2 separate regions of the Sus scrofa genome follow, and region 1 is linked to region 2. A link is a contact called in public HiChIP or PLAC-seq data. All regions are on one chromosome and are shown on one strand. The core of a region is the stretch at or near the end of the contact, and the rest is flanking DNA. Distances in the headings are between cores, read along the strand shown.

Region 1 (4,861 bases), core at 1,326-3,825, 150 kb after region 2:
ATCTTCTTTTCTTGTTGTCTGGTTTTGGTATCAGGGTAATGCTAGCCTCATAAAATGAATTTTGGAAGTGTTTTCTCTCTTCTAAACTTTGGAAGATTTTGACAAGGAATGTTACTAATTTTTAAATATTTGATAGAATTCACTAGTGAATCCACGGATTTGTTTGTTGGGATGTTTTTGATTACTGGTTCAAAGTCCCTGCTAATAATTGGTCTGTTCAGATTTTTGTCTATTTCTTTATGTCTTGCTAGGAATTTGTCCGTTTCATCTAATTTATTGGCATAGTTATTCACAGTATTCCGTTATACTCTTTTTGTTTCTGTAACAGTATCCCAACCAATTATCTTACATTTCTGATTTTAGTATTTCAAGTCTTTTTTTTTTATTATTATGTTACTGTTTTTGTGAACACCCAAGGCTGTGTGTTCTTCCATGCCAATCAAGTCAGCCACTTCCAGAAATGAAACTGCTTTTCACTGTTGTCCTGCATTAGTAGAATCACCTAGCTGGTTGAGCTAAGTAAGGGAGTAGTGGGAGGTGAGAATGGGAGTAACCCAGGCCAAAATGCCATAGACTCTTTTTTTTTTTTTTTTTTTTTTTTAAATATCAGAGCCATAGCCATCTCCCTTCAGGTTTGAACTACATTAATATATCACCATCTATTGAATATATACCATTAGAATAGTTGCTTTACATGTGTACCTATTCTGTGGTCCTCACATGAGTTTCCCATTACAGATGGGGAAACCAGGCTCAAGGATTTTGTCTAAGGTCTCAGTAGCAGAGTTAAGAATTCAAACCCAGGCCATTCTGACTATGCTGTTGCCCTCATACTTTGTCTCTGTCTGCAACTTTTCATTACTTTCTCCCAGGAAATTTGTTATTGGTATCAGTGTGATTTAACAACATGTGTGGCTTATGTACTGAGACTTCTTCAGTGCTCATTCAAACTCCTGTTCATTTTATCCCCTCCCTGGCATTCTAGGCTCCAAAGCAGGTCCTTAAAGGGCTTGTCTGGCCCTTTGTATGGGACAGCTTTAGGTGAAAGTTTTTCACTAATAACAATTCAAGTAACATTCAGACCCTTTTTGAAAGCCACCAGAAAATTCATAAAGCCAGATTTTTCTGGGCTTTTGGTGTGATGGGACACCTACTTCTCACGAGCCAAACAGAACCATCTAGGTTAAAAAACATGTGTCCCTGTTTCCCGTCTTCTTCCAGAGTAGTATTGTAGAAGGATGAGAAAACTTGAAGTAGCAATTTCTTTGTGAACTACAGTAGCATCAGAGCAAAATTAGTTTGATCTTTTTCCTGGCAAGACATCAGAAACACATTCTTTTATAAATGTACTTAATGCTAAAATGCAGTACTACAATTTGAATGGCTCTTTATCCAAAATGTTATTCTTTCAGAAATGAAGAAAAGCCACTCTTTTCATCATTCCTGTGACATGTCCACTGATTCTACCTAAGAAATCTACCCGAGCAATCTACCTATATATCTAATCACCTACACCTGGGCCTGCCTTCCAGGAAAGAGACCATTATATAAGAGTTTAAGAGCAGGAGATTTTAGTAAACATCAGACCAACAGATGAGTAGTTTGTAAATCTAGAGCTTATAGCTAGGCCCAGCGATAAAAGGCAGGGGTCTTCAGAACTGTGACCAACAGACCAGTGAGACAATTAAGAGTTAGAGATGCTAGAGGCCAGGATGATTCATCTGAGTAGAATTTTAGTTGTTAAAATGACTCAATTTTACAATAGTTGTAAAAATTATACGAACCTCGAGTAGCCCTGTGTTGGTGTTACTAACCTAAGGCTCAACGGTACAAAGGCGAGGACAGGGGTTTTGAGTCCTCCTCCCCTTTATAGACAGAGGGACTTCTGTGATCAAGAATGAGTCAAACATGACTGTGTAAGGATATCGGGTAACTCTCCCCGTCTGTATGCACGTTACTCAGTCTTTGCTCAGTCATCCAGTAAACACTTGGAGATCCATCTGTGGGCTATCACGCTAGGTATGAGGGCTACAAAACTGAGAAAGATATAACCCCTTTCTTCCAGCTGAGTGTCAGGGGAGCACTTTGGAATCATGACTGAGTTCATCAAGCAGACAAGGCTAGAAGAGCACGCAGAGGGGTACATGACAGATTGAGGCATTCTTAGGGCATGGCATGAATGGATCGGGGACATGTTAGTGAGGTGGGGGCTGGAACTTGGGAAGATGGTACCCAAAATGGAACCCTAGCAAATTCCAGCATTTAGGAGGTAACAAAGGGAGCTATCGGAAAGTAGGAAGGGTCAGAAATGTTAAAACCCATGATGTTAGAGAAGCCAAGAGAGTAAGACATCAAGACAGTGGATAACAGCAAACACTGCCTAAATGCCAAGATAAGGATGGAAAGGGATCCCCTCAATTTGTAGGTAGGGTGTGATTTGCACCATGTTGGAAATACAGAGAAGTTAAAAACCCACTTAACATCACGTTGAATAAATCACTATGCCCCGAGTCCATGGTTAAGAACTTACCTAGCAAGGCGGAAAGGTCAAGGGAAGTTGTGTCTCCAACCAGGGTTATTTTAAGGACCAAGACATCTGACTCCTGCAGTTAGCACATTTATCTATTTGAAGACAGCCTCCCTACAGTCTCCTTTTAAAATATCATTCCCAAGAGCCAAGATATAGTATTAAAGCCAAAGAGAAACCCAAACCGATTAAGCACTGAGAACCACAGTGTACTGATGATTGCTGCCCTTTCTCACGTGTCCGTGTCCTGCTACCATGGTGTGATAATCCATCCCATAAAAATTTGGTTTGGTAATCCTCTTGCTTGAAATGGAGGTTTTGGCAGAAAAAGTTAATACAACCTATATAAAAGAATTTTGAGGGTCCTAAATTTCCCTCTAAAGCGATTCTGACAGTGCTGTTTAAACAGTTATTAATGGTGAATACTAGAAATATGTTGATAATTTAGGTTAGCCATTTAAAGAAATCTTCCAGTTTAAACTTGGAAGCTTTGCGAAGACCACTGCTTACATGAAGAACAAAACCAGGAATGTTCCAGCCTACTCCACACATCCTCATTTCCAAATTCACAAACTTGCATAAATGACATGCGGGGTCTGAGTACAATCACGTAGGGGAAACCCATTAGGCTTCATTCTATTAAAAAAAAAAAAAAAAAAAGCCAGCCTAGCTTTTTTGGACAAGACAGAAATGTCAAGTGTTTTCTGAAGTGATTATCTGTCTTTTCTAGAAATTGTTAGGTAATCTCTGAAAAGTGAAATTTTTTCATTTTTTAAAATGAGCAAAAGAACCAATAGGTATCATTCAAATGGAAAAAATCACATCATTATATTCACATCAGTTATTAAGGTAAAGTATTTATACTGAAAAGCATGGACTTTTGAGTCACATGCAGCTGTGTCAGTTCAGGTGTTGTGTTTCTAGCAATTTATTGCTATTAGTTTTCCTCCATGAAACAAGCGGCTTTTAGACTTTTTCTCCTACTAAAGCAGGCTGTCATGTTTCTGCTTCAGTAAAGAAATGCAAGAGTCCATCAAGGGAAAAGCTTCTCTTAAATGTTAAGGCCAGAGGTTAATATCTTTTTTGTTTTAATTCATCAGATCTCAATTCATGAAAACAAGGGACACTTCTTCCCACTGCCCAATAACCCCCAGGATACCAAGACAATGAAGTGTCAGTCAGAAATGTCAGTTTAAATTATAAGGCACAAAAATTTTGCATGGGTCTTTCTAGGTAATAAAGGAAGACATAATTAACTTAGATCCTATTAAGTTTTTATTTGTAAGATAAGTTGATTAAACTTATTAATTGCCAGAACTGCGACTCAGAAGCAGCTCTATAGTGTAGTGAAATAAACTCGTAGTTGATAACGCACCCGAAGTTTTGTTCAAAAAAATTTAGCCAACAGTAAAACTCTTAATGACTCTAGCAAGTTGTTTGCTTTCTGGTTTTCCATTCAGCTACTCCATATAACCTTGTTTTTGATACCACAATGTACTGAGGGCAAAGCAAAAGATGAGCTAAGGTAGAAGCACACAGTGCTTGCTAGATTATCCAGTGAAAGTATATGATACTTAAAATAGTATCCTTTTCCTAGATATGAATTTTATTCACATTTGTAAATACATTCTTCCTTAAGTTCTAAACTCCTCGCTTTAAAAAAGTGAGGGTATGTGGAATTGAGATACTTTATTTTCATTTCCTTGAAAGAATTTTAGTACACTTAAGACAATAAAAGAACCTATTTAAAAATACTCTTTTGATGGTCCTTTGGCCAGGTATTTATTTAGGAACCACCACTTATAGGCATTCCAAAAGAAATAGTTTAAAAAAAAAGAAGAAAAGAAAAATACAATTAATACAATTTCTCTTACTCTTCGCTTTTTTATTATTCAAAAGTCAAATGTTATTTTTAATCATTCATCCTCAATTTTGATTTAATGTACCATCATTTTCTCAAGATATGAAATTTCAGAATCTCTTTGGAATACTAATTTCACGTTTCTAAGGTTTAACAAAACGGTTGAAATTTTAATTCCACTCTATTTCCCTGAATTCTCAAGACAGTTGCTGATGTAAATTTTAATATAAAATATTTAGTCACAAAATAGTATTGCTTTTTGTATGCACACAGTTGTAAGATTACTTTGCTTTTTGTCAATAAAAACTATACCATCTTTCATAAAACTCTAAACAAAAATTAAGAACTGTGATGTAGAACAAAAATTACACATGGCAAAACAGGTACCAGCACAACGTTAGGTTATATTACATCAAAAAAATTTTTAATGGTCCCAAATATATATACTCAACAACTAAGCATACACTCAGGGG
Region 2 (4,722 bases), core at 974-3,473:
CCCTCCACTGGCTCAGCTGGGGCTGTTTGAGCTTAAGAGGAAAGCAAATTACAATAAAGAAGCCAAAGCAGATGTTAAAGACTGTTCACTGCTGGAACCCAGCTTTGACCAGGCAGCTAACCCGACCCTACAACTCAAGGATCTCAGAGGCTAAGAGGGATGGTCAACAGGGCGACAGTTTCTGTGCCCAGCTCTGAGAGTAGTGGGAGTCTGGGCAGCTCAGCAGGAGGAATACGATAATCGGCTAGTTATGTCTGCCACAGGTGGCAGAAGCCTCCATGGATACGTATGCCCAGTACTCGCCATCCCTGGAAAAGGTCCTGTGGATAGAGATTTCATTTTGTAATTTCACAATTGTGTTGGGAAAAAAAAAGAGACAATATATGTAAATTGCTTTAAAAATTCTAAGTGAGAAGAAAATATAAGCTAAAGATAGAAATAAAGGCAGATTATCCACTCGGCTTTCCAACAGCTCAAATGCAAATGGCGAAGGAGGCACAGACCTGAGAGTCGGGAATGGGGAGTGTTAGCCCCTTCATGCCACCAGCAGGTGTGTGACCTCAGGTAAGTCATGGGGCCTTTGGGGGAGGGAAAAGGAACACATGTGAAAGCCTCAAAAGAAGGGGTCGGGGTTGTCGTGCCTTCTCCTGTCTCATCAGTGCCACAGACTCAGCTCTGGGAGCCCTGTCGCACGGCTCATAGGGCTGTGCCCCCACCTGCTGCTTATTCATCCCCCGGGGGCAGGGCTTTCACAGTGAGCACATCAAGCGGGAGACAGATGTGTGCATTCAGACCCTCTGGGCGATCATAAGGACTGGAAGGCATCTGCCACCCCTGAGGTCCCACCTATGCACCAAGGACAGCAGTTCAGACCCAACAAGCCTGAATGTCCCCAAGACCCCAAGCAGCAATAGGCAGCAGAGCCGTGGAGGTGGACGGAGTGTCCGTGGCCCTGACCCAGTCCCAGTGCTGACGCACAGAAACACACACGCTCTCAACACATGAAATGCTCTCAACAAATGACACAAACCTCAACTCAAACGCCCCTATTCAGAGCCTGTGATCATTCGGATGGTACCTTGGCAGCATTCATGGAAAAAAGAACATGTTTTTAATTGGGGTGAAATACACGTAACGTAAAATTCACCAAGTGTACAGTTCTGTGGCATGAGCTACATTCCCACTTGTGCAGCCATCAGCACTATCCACCTCCAGACTTCATCACCCCGAACTGAAACTCTGCACTCATGGGGAATCCTGCCTAAGGCTCTACAGGTTAAACAACAGAACTGACCACAGGCTTCCCTTCCTCGTCCATAAAAGCCAGTGTCTCAAAGACTCTCACGATGACGTAACAATTCACTTCGGAGCGCTACGCTGTTAGTACCTCAAGCAACCAGGGTAATGGGACAGATTTTAATACGACAGTGGCAATAAGAACAGCTGCTCTTTATCGGTGCCCTCGGGCCAGGCACGGAATCATGCTTCATTGTCTCCCCTGTGGGCAGCTTCATCATCCCCATCTTGCAGGTAAGGAGACTGAGGTCTAAGAGAGGTCACCCAGCTAACACGTGGAGGAGCCAGGACTTAAGCCGGGTCTTCCTGACTCAAGAAGCCACCACACCACACACGCAAAAGTGCATTCAAGCTCTGCCTGCATCATGCCTTCATTCAAACCAGCGTTCCTTAGCTCCCAGATAAGCACCAGGAGTTGGAACCCAAGAATAAATGTTGCTTTTTGACCTGAAAGGGCCCACACTACTGGGTAGTCTGAAGGGGCGAGGCTTTCAGAGCCCATAGGCCATCCGGGTCTCTAACAGAAACACTCTCATTTGGCCCAAGACTGTCCCAGGCAGGCTGCACTACCTCTCTGTTCCACCAGGGGGCAGCAGTCCTTCCCGGTGGATGTGCACTCCTCCCAGGACAGGGAACCAGGGTGATCCAGGTCCCAGCACAGTGCACAGGCCCCAGAGCCCAGATACAGCCAACTTCCCTCACAGGTTAGTAGTTTAATGAACTGATTTTAGGTTTGGAACCGATGGGACCCCTCGAAGAGAAGACATCCCCAGCTGCTTTCAACAACCTTTCCATTATTCTTGAGGACAGTTATTGGAATTAAAAAAGCAACCCCCAAACCACCCAAAGGCCCTACCCCGCTCCATACACCGCTAAGTAAACAACTCGCACTACCAGCGGCACGTGTGCTATTTTTGAACACAGGAACTGGCCATTGTTTGCCGAGAGCGCTGACGCTTCCTGCCGCTGTGCTTTCTGCTGCCCCACCCACGTCTCCCTGGCCGGCTGGCACCTCGCCTGCCTGTGCGGGGCCAGCGGTGCAAGTGCAGGAGGGCGAGGGAGAGGCGTGGGGCCTGTGGGAAGCAGCCGCGAAGCAGCCCCACCCAGGGAGACAGGGAACAGACTGCCTCCCTCTTGCACAATTATGCAGATGAATGGAGGCAAGCAGGCCCCCAGCACATTTAGAGCGGAGATCAGTGACCCCTGGGGACGTTTCCTGCCATCCAGAGCTTTTAACTATCCCTAGATCGGCCCACGATGTCCTCCGGGTGTCAGCGTGCTGTAACCTGGAAGCTCCTGGGACTGTCCATCTGGGAACCGGGAAACCGGGCAACATTTAATCTGTGCTTCACATCCTGACACCGAGGCTGCCAGACCCCTCATCTTCTCCTTGGGGAGGACGGCAATGAAACGGTTCCAAATGGCACTTGAAGGAAATCCTATTTCCTGGGGGTGAATGGATGGCCTGACACGGAAGATTTAGCGCCAAGGGCTCCATTCCCTGGGTGAGGAGGCGGCCACAGCCAGACCGGCTCCCGGGCCCCAGGCGCCACCCACCGTCGGACAGGTCTGCGTTCTTGGACAGCTGCTCCAGCTCCCAGCCGAGGTGGGCCGATTCGTTCATGCTCTGCTTCTGTGCAATCTCGAGAACCATGTTTTCCTCCAGCAGCTCCTCAATCCGCTTCTTGTCCGCGTCCCGGTCCTAGCGCAAGAAGAGGGAAGGCATGAGGACGTGGCCAGGTGACTCCCCAGGACTGGCTTTGGCCCCCTGGGCATCCACCCCCATCCTCTGAGAATGAGAGGCCTCCAGGCACCTGCCCGTTTCCTGCACGGAAAGGGCCCAGCTGTGAGGTTACAGCCCCTGAAAGGTACCCTGACTGGCCACCTGGGTGACAAGGAGAGACCTAAGGTCTAACTGATGGCAGTCAGAACACAGCGACTTACAGCCCAGGGCGTTAAAGCTAAGTACCACGGTGACGGGCGGCTTCGTGGCTCTAGGTCAGGCCTGATGGGCTGTGAGAAGCCTGTAAAGTAACTCATGAATCGCAGCTCAACCCACGCCATAAGCACAGTGGGGACCCTTCTTGTAAATGACACACATGTACGCTCATCCTTACAGAAAAGCAACAGCACAGTGGTCACCTCCTGTCTGGGGGTGCTAAGTGGTGCCCAGCCCAGTCCGCTGAGCCTCGAGAGCTACTCTCTACAGTCAGTGAGTTATTGTGTCGGCAGTGGCTCCAAACCCAGGGACTGAAACATCGGAGGAGGGCCCAGCATAAACCTGAAACTGCCCCAATCTCTGCAGACAGGTCTGTGGGACAACAGCTTGCAATACCAGTTCCAGGTCGTGAAGCTTCGATTTCAGCTGCAGGTTCTCCTTCTCCAGTTCGTGAACTTTATCGCCCCGGGCCCGAGCGGCAGTCAGCTGTTCCTCCAACATGGCCTTGGTTTCAATTAATATGATGTTATCTTCTCTCAGCTCCTGGGCAGCAAAATCATATATGGGAACCATCAGATAAAGGCACCTGGCTCATGACGACAGGGTTCTGAGACCAAAACTCTTCTGGCCTCGGAACCAAAACCAACAATCCAGGGATAAGGCTGCAGCCACGAGAGTTCTGTCTGCACTTTGAGCACCTCCTCCTTTTTGCCTGGGTCAGGCCGCACAGACTCTCTCTACCAGAAGGGAAAAAAAACCCCTGAGTGAAGAAAACACTGAACTCCGGGAAGCTGACGCCTCCTTGGGGAGTACGGCCTGCGGCCACCGTGCAACGGCCTCTGACACCCATCACCTCGTCTGGTTAGACGAGCGACTCCACTGACATATCGCCGAGCCCCCGTTTCTTTAACAAGGAAGGGGTGGGGCTGAGTCTGGCCGGGGCTCCGGGCTGAGCCTCATGCTCTCAATGCGACATTCATTCCAGGGATCAGGGTCCCAGGAAAAAAGAGCTATTCAGACAAGGTTTCGCTCAACGCACAGCTCGCATCTGGACATTTTACCCACGTACTCTCGGAAAAACAACAGTTCTCCGCGGTTTCCCGGAAACGGGGAGCTTTTTGAGACAGTTTCCTCATCAACATGGGAACCCCGCAAACAAGCACCTCGGCCTCCCGCGCGTCGGGCACGTGCTGGGTGTGGCATGAGACGGCGGTTCCCCTGCAGAGGCCGTCCCGTGCGCACAGCCCAGCCCAGGCGAGGGATTCAGATCCTTTGCCTCATCGCTGCCCCGCACCCAGTTAGGGGGCTTTTGGGTTCTCTGTTCCCCGGAGCCCCTCAGCCCTGGCCGGCAGCCGGGTGGCGGCGGAGCCTCCCCGAATGCCTTCAGCTCTCGAACACACACCTGGGAACATGTGTGTTTCCCCCCGGGGTGGGGGACAGGGGGTGTGCCAGGCCCGTTCCGCCTGCTCGCTCAAGGATTCTAACAA

Evidence for each region. HiChIP or PLAC-seq counts read pairs in DNA pulled down with a chosen protein or histone mark.
Region 1: a contact with region 2 is called in an H3K27ac HiChIP or PLAC-seq map of skeletal muscle. The contact joins two enhancer-like sites. A contact is called at or near these places in 1 of 47 Hi-C or Micro-C datasets (epiblast stem cells) and 1 of 2 datasets of contacts at active chromatin or transcription factors (skeletal muscle).

Annotation. Positions count from the first base shown.
Region 1 is chr7:113,107,521-113,112,381 of Sscrofa11.1, forward strand. All of the region lies in intron 1 of LOC106504538 (a long non-coding RNA gene), which reads left to right. It overlaps PPP4R3A (serine/threonine-protein phosphatase 4 regulatory subunit 3A), which reads right to left. Exons shown (of 15, transcript XM_005666399.3): 15 at 4,113-4,861. Among named protein-coding and RNA genes, the nearest start is that of PPP4R3A, 39 kb to the right of the region's middle. Within about 2 kb of position 2,576, at least 8 of the 83 cell types and tissues checked have an H3K27ac peak or open chromatin away from gene starts, as enhancers often do. A contact at or near this core is called in skeletal muscle, where this site is marked.
Region 2 is chr7:112,962,693-112,967,414 of Sscrofa11.1, forward strand. It overlaps CCDC88C (protein Daple), which reads right to left. Exons shown (of 31, transcript XM_021100083.1): 12 at 3,632-3,778; 13 at 2,854-2,998. Among named protein-coding and RNA genes, the nearest start is that of GPR68, 61 kb to the left of the region's middle. Within about 2 kb of position 2,224, at least 35 of the 83 cell types and tissues checked have an H3K27ac peak or open chromatin away from gene starts, as enhancers often do. A contact at or near this core is called in skeletal muscle, where this site is marked.